2 separate regions of the Oncorhynchus mykiss genome follow, and region 2 is linked to region 1. A link is a contact called in public Hi-C data. All regions are on one chromosome and are shown on one strand. Each heading gives the region's core, a stretch centred on a gene start, on an enhancer-like site or on the middle of the called end of the contact. The rest is flanking DNA. Distances are from core to core; before and after follow the strand shown. Region 1 holds the start of gbrap (Gamma-aminobutyric acid receptor-associated protein). Region 2 holds the start of LOC110500684 (DNA-directed RNA polymerase II subunit RPB1).

Region 1 (3,001 bases), core at 172-2,671:
CCCACAGTTCTGTTCACGACGGCAGGTGTTACACCGACAGCGTCATTGCATTGTGGTACACCAGAATTACATTCATTTCCAATTAAACTCTGCGTTTGCCTTGCAGCGGGATTTATCGAACGTATGCGTCAAAATGTATGCTTTGACGGCTTGACAGAAATGGTAACAGGACGTGAATGTTGAACTTCGGTTGCATACATATCCAGATGATGGCGCATACTATTTTGCACAATGAGGCTGTCGGTGTGTTCCAAGCGTTACGCTTTGATCACACCGAGAGAGTTATTGCATTTTGGGACACCAGAATTACATTACATTTCCAATAAAACGCTGCGTTTGCCTTCCAGCGGGATTTATCGAACGTATGCGTCAAACTATGCTTTGACGGCTTGACAGAAATGGTGGCGGAAGGTGAATGTTGATTTTTTTTTGCATACATATCCAGATGCTGCTGCTTACTATTTTTTTCGCAAAACACTGTGGGTGTGATCGAAGCGTTACAAGCCATATCCACCGTCGTAGTACAGATGATGCCCGAGTTGGAATGTGAAGCTAACTGAAGACGCAGAAATGTCCACATGCTGGAACGCCCCTAATTGCAGGTCGCAACCACACGTCACTATTGTTGATAACAGATACGCTTTCCCCTACCAGACAGTCCTAGCAAAATTGTTCTTTGCTTAGAAGTTATTTGACCATTTTAATTGAAAACAATCACACTAGGTACTCAATTGTTACCCAGAAATTTGATAGGGTTACAAAAAAAAAAATCGCCTGCATTGGACCTTCAAACGAACATAGCTACAATTCAATTGTTAGCTGTGTGTAATGAAATAACATAAGTTGACAGCTTGCTATAGCTAGTAAAACAAATTCACATTCAGTGTAGAAACTATGCCTTAAGTCTTTCAACCAAACTGCGTCAACTTGACCGTCAAGTAGGGTGGCTTGCTAGGCCCATTTTAGAAGCAGTTTGTTGTTGCCCAACTAGCCAACGTTAGTTAGTAAGATAGTTCTTTGGCGTCGTTGTGAACATTCACCTAACCAAACATGACATGGGAATATTATTGAACGTCAGTTATGTCGTAATTGGGCTCACTAACATCAAACACTTTTTCTACAAAGTAACCCATATTGAGAAGTAAACCAGCCAGGATACTGTAGCTAGTAGGCTAGCTATCTAGCAAAGAAGGCATCTACTTACGGGTACCCTGTCCGGATACTTCTTTCTTATTTTCTCGCCCTCAGACCGTCTCTTCTCAAATGGGTGCTCTTCTTTGTATTGAAACTTCATTGTCAAACGAATGACAGGCTGTCGGTAGGTATATCTGAGATATCCGACTGGGATTCCTCAAATAGTAATTCGTCGACAACGCTAGCTAGTTGGGCTACTGTTTTGTTCGGGTTCTTTCCTAGTGCGACTGCGGCGGAGGGATACCATAACATACGACGCCAAAGGGAGGTCTGTACAGCACAGCTAAAATGGATTGTGGAAATATGAACGTTGACCGCAAAGAACCACACTGTTTGTGGTTAGGTTGATATTGTTTAGTCATATTCATCAATTAATCGAAATGTAATGATTAACAAATTAGCAGTGGTTTTGTTTCATAGTTGTTGCCCAATTATTATTTTTTTCAATAGTACTACTTTATTTTGTCCAACCGGCTGTGATGAGGCAGTTGCCCTAGTCATATGACCCATCCACTGCAGTTTCCGTGGCGAACAGTCATTGGCAGCAAGCGAATTCAAGACTGCCAAATTAATGTCTGAAATAAATTATTAATTTTGACAGCGCTGGAAGTTAGTTATTGTGGGGCTGTAATAATTCCTCGCAATGTTCCCATAGTTTGTATTCACACTTAAGCTTCAAGGTGGGTGTCATGTAGCAGTTTGCGTGGGCAGTTACACAAGTGGAAGTCATTATATGCTTCAGTCATATGTCAGCTGATGTAGCTGCTGCTATAAAATGGTAACGGTCACAATACCAGTACAAGTAGTCTGATCATAAGATTGAAACGTAAGGTATCCGGGGGGGGGGGGTAATACCAGTTTCATATTCCAATTTGAGCCATTTCTTATATTTTGTACTTGTTTTTAGTTCACTTCTGCTAGCAAATGATCAGCTAGAGTTCACGCACTGTTTTCTTAGGCCCGTCCCTGAATAGAAGGAAAGCATAGACCAGCAGTGTGTTTGCCCTCCAGCAGCCTGCCTGGATAGGAATAGACGTGCCTTGCTACTTCAACAGGTAGCCTTCAAGTCAAGCGGAGGCCACGACTAAGGGGAACGAGAGCAAGCGATGCAGTTATTAATCTTACCACATGAGAGCAGTCAAGTGTCAGAAGACTTGTAATATTTGTGGAACTCATTGAGCAGAATTTCCCGATTACTTATCTGGAATAAAACTGCAATACGAGCAATTTACAACATGTGTTCCTCTTTCCAGCGTAGGTAGTTATGTATATTCACACAAAAGGCATTCTATTGTCAAGAGACAAGCTAACAAAAAAGTATAATCCAGACTTTACTTAAGTATTTTCCAGGGAAAGTGAATTAAAAAGGAGCACCAGGTAAAAGTGGTCGACACTGACAAGTGTTTTATTAGTAACACAGACCTGGGGACTGAACCAAAAAGAAGCAGTCATGACTGGAGCCTTGACAAGATTGAAATGGTTCAAATGGCATTGAAGACAGAGGTGGCGGACAATGGTACCAATACGGTCAAGGGAGCAGGTAAAACATTCAGGTGGCTGGCTGCTCATTCTGCTTCAAATCAGCAGCAGAAAAATGAAAAAAAATAAATCCAGAAATTAAGTGCAAATCTCAAATTGAAATGGTATCAGGCATAAGATTTTCAATAACGGAGATGTCCAGGTCATACGATACATCACAGTAACTGAAAGATGAGAAATTTAAAGAGTAAGGTTCCACCATCCAAATAAGTTTTTTTTAGCCATTCTTTTCTTTCATAACTTCTTTAGTCCATACTTCCATCTTGAT
Region 2 (2,700 bases), core at 87-2,586, 160 kb before region 1:
TATTGTACTCGGTGATATTTAAACAAAACCAGCGCTAAAATAGTATAAAACATTTGTTGCTAATTTTCCATCGTTAGTTAGCCTATTCAATCGCGGGTTTTAACAGTGCCTACAAAGGGGTACCGAGGTTAGCTAGGTGGCAACTAACATGAGCTACATCGTGCTAACTACTTAGCCAGGGGTAGGCAACCCTGGTCCTGGAGTGAAAAGGGAAAGTGTGTTGAATTTGGGCAATCGCCGAAATGACCAATTAGTTGGTCAGGTTTGGTGCCTAATTGGAACAAACTCTTGTTTTCTGCGGCACCAAATATTCTAGTACTATGTAGAAATCAGATTTTACATAAGACTTTGGCTTGCCATCTAGACACTTACCGCCAAAGCCAAGCTGGGTCACTTCGTTTTAGACGTGGCCTTCCAATCGCGTCCCTATTTCAGAATATAAATGTACATAACATTAACGAAATTTACTCTAAACACTAGTATTTCAAGCTTTCCCGTTATAATTACGGTAAAGTCTTTCACCGTTAATGTATTAAACACCGCAGGCTTTGTCGGATTTTCCCAGTTGGAATACTTCAAATAACACTGATCACGCCGGCATGGTTTCCACTTGAGACCGAGGATTCTCGCGTAGTCCCGTAAAAAAACAAAATGTTGTTGTAAAGCAATAGTAACTTCGACATCTTCTTAAAAAATAAAGAAAAATAACTAGTTTTAACTGGTTTAAAAATAATAATACTAAGCGAAAAAACACTTGAAATATGTCTTTGATTTCCGAAAGGTCGAGGTAGGCCTCGTGAACGAGCTTCTTTTCCAAGAGTTGTAGCCGATCCAGAGCGAGACGAACGAGACAACACAGATTAAAAAAAAATAAAAAAATTGCTTAGAGAGGAAAAATAAGAATCGGTGAAGTTCGGCAAAAATCGGAAATAAGGCGGGTTTTTCCAACGCCATCGTATCTCTATAGCCATTGGCTAATCTTTGCTTATTAATGTATATTAATGATGTAATTGACCAACCACACTGCATTTTATTGAATATTTAGAGTACCACAACCATATTTACATTGTAGCCCCGCCTCTGCTCTGTTCTGACCAATGGTGAGCATTTCAATCAATGTAGTGCCTGCTTTATGTTTCAATTGGCTAAAGAAGAAAACGTAAGCTACAATTGGTCATGCGTCTTATGAAATGTATTATTCATGTTATGATCTTGTGTAGCCAATTAACGTTTTACTACAAAGATCCATAACCCGCCTCCTGACTGTTCAGCCCCTGCTTCGTAGAGTGTGTCAACCTGTACCAAAGTATCCAGTCTATATAAACACGCGTTGGCTACTTTCAAACTCAGATGCGCGTAGAGCGCACTGGAGTGTAGATCAGAAAAAGGGAAGGGGACAGCTGGTAGCCATAGTGGATAGGAGTAAAACGTAAATAAATAGACTCCAAGGGCAATAACCAACGTGGGTCTTCGTGATATCGCCTTCGGAGACATTCCGGTCACCGTTGGCGGCTTGGCCAGAGTCCTGGTGGCATTTAAAGCTGTTCTTTCTTACAAAAGCGGCGTGCCGAGGGAGGACGCTTCTCTTTGAATAGACAGGATGCACGGACCGCCCTCCGGCGACAGCGCATGCCCATTGCGCCTCATCAAGAGAGTGCAATTCGGCATCATCAGCCCAGATGAGCTTGTAGGTTTTGCTTTGGGGTGGGGGGATTCGTTTACTTTATGAACGTTCTCACATTGATCTTACCTGTACATGATAATACCTAGAATGTATTATGACAATGAAATGGATGTAGCAATTCGTTTGCAGATAGCCTAGCTAGCTAAGCCATGTTGGAGCTTGAGCTAGCAACAGCATGTTGTAGGAAGTTCGACCAACTTTCAGCACACACAGTATTTTTCATCTGAGCTAAGCCATATCATGAATCAAACTCCCTTTTTATATGGAAAGTTCTACATGTAAACAAAGACAACTTTTAGCTACTTTTACTGAACTTGGCTATTTTGCTCTGCTATATTGGTGTTCCCTAAAAGTTAAATGCACAAACATTAGCAAGTCTAGATGTTCCCTCTTGTTATGACCTACTATATATATGTGGGAGCTACATCGTAATAAAAGGTCACGTCAATAAAGTCAAAGTTATGCATGTTTCTTTACTTTGTTTTATTATTAGTTTTGTATAATAGAATACGTTGTTTACACAGTCCTTAATCATTGCATTGTCAATTCCCCGCCTCCAATTGATGTTCATCTAATGAGTTGGTCCTCACACAAGTGATTTGTCAGATAGTACCAATATTGGTTTAGAAATGCAACTGATCGAAGTGTACCACCATGTTTTAATTGAAGTGTAGGTACTGTCATATCTTGATTCAGTTACTGATTTTGTAGCAGTTATTTATTTGAATTAGTTTCCTGAATGTGGCCTGAAAGAGGTTGGTTTGAGAAATATGTAAGCCATTTTCCAATGTTGTCGTAAACTTGTGACAGCTTTATTGTTTTGTGTATGTACTTGGGCTATTCATATTTTGGAACCGGATTTGATGTTGACCATGGATGTGTCACTGTAGAAACGGATGTCGGTCACAGAAGGGGGAATCAAGTACCCCGAGACCACAGAAGGAGGACGTCCTAAACTTGGTGGGCTGATGGACCCCAGACAAGGGGTCATCGAACGATCCGGAAGGTGTCAAACA

What was found. A called contact is a pair of places that touch in the nucleus more often than the background predicts.
Region 2: a Hi-C map of blood shows a contact between it and region 1, with 4 times the contacts expected there. The contact joins the promoter of LOC110500684 here to the promoter of gbrap in region 1. A contact is called at or near these places in 2 of 3 Hi-C or Micro-C datasets (blood and liver).

The regions. Positions count from the first base shown.
Region 1 is chr21:51,132,918-51,135,918 of USDA_OmykA_1.1, reverse strand. gbrap (Gamma-aminobutyric acid receptor-associated protein) reads right to left here and starts at 1,421. Exons shown (of 4, transcript NM_001165091.1): 1 at 1,205-1,421. The coding sequence starts at 1,294. It overlaps LOC110500674 (CTD nuclear envelope phosphatase 1A), which reads right to left. Exons shown (of 9, transcript XM_021578165.2): 9 at 2,573-3,001.
Region 2 is chr21:51,297,179-51,299,878 of USDA_OmykA_1.1, reverse strand. It overlaps LOC110500684 (DNA-directed RNA polymerase II subunit RPB1), which reads left to right and starts at 1,336. Exons shown (of 28, transcript XM_036958134.1): 1 at 1,336-1,687; 2 at 2,575-2,700. The coding sequence starts at 1,601. LOC110500685 (a long non-coding RNA gene) reads right to left here and starts at 1,000. Exons shown (of 3, transcript XR_002470145.2): 1 at 523-1,000; 2 at 373-426.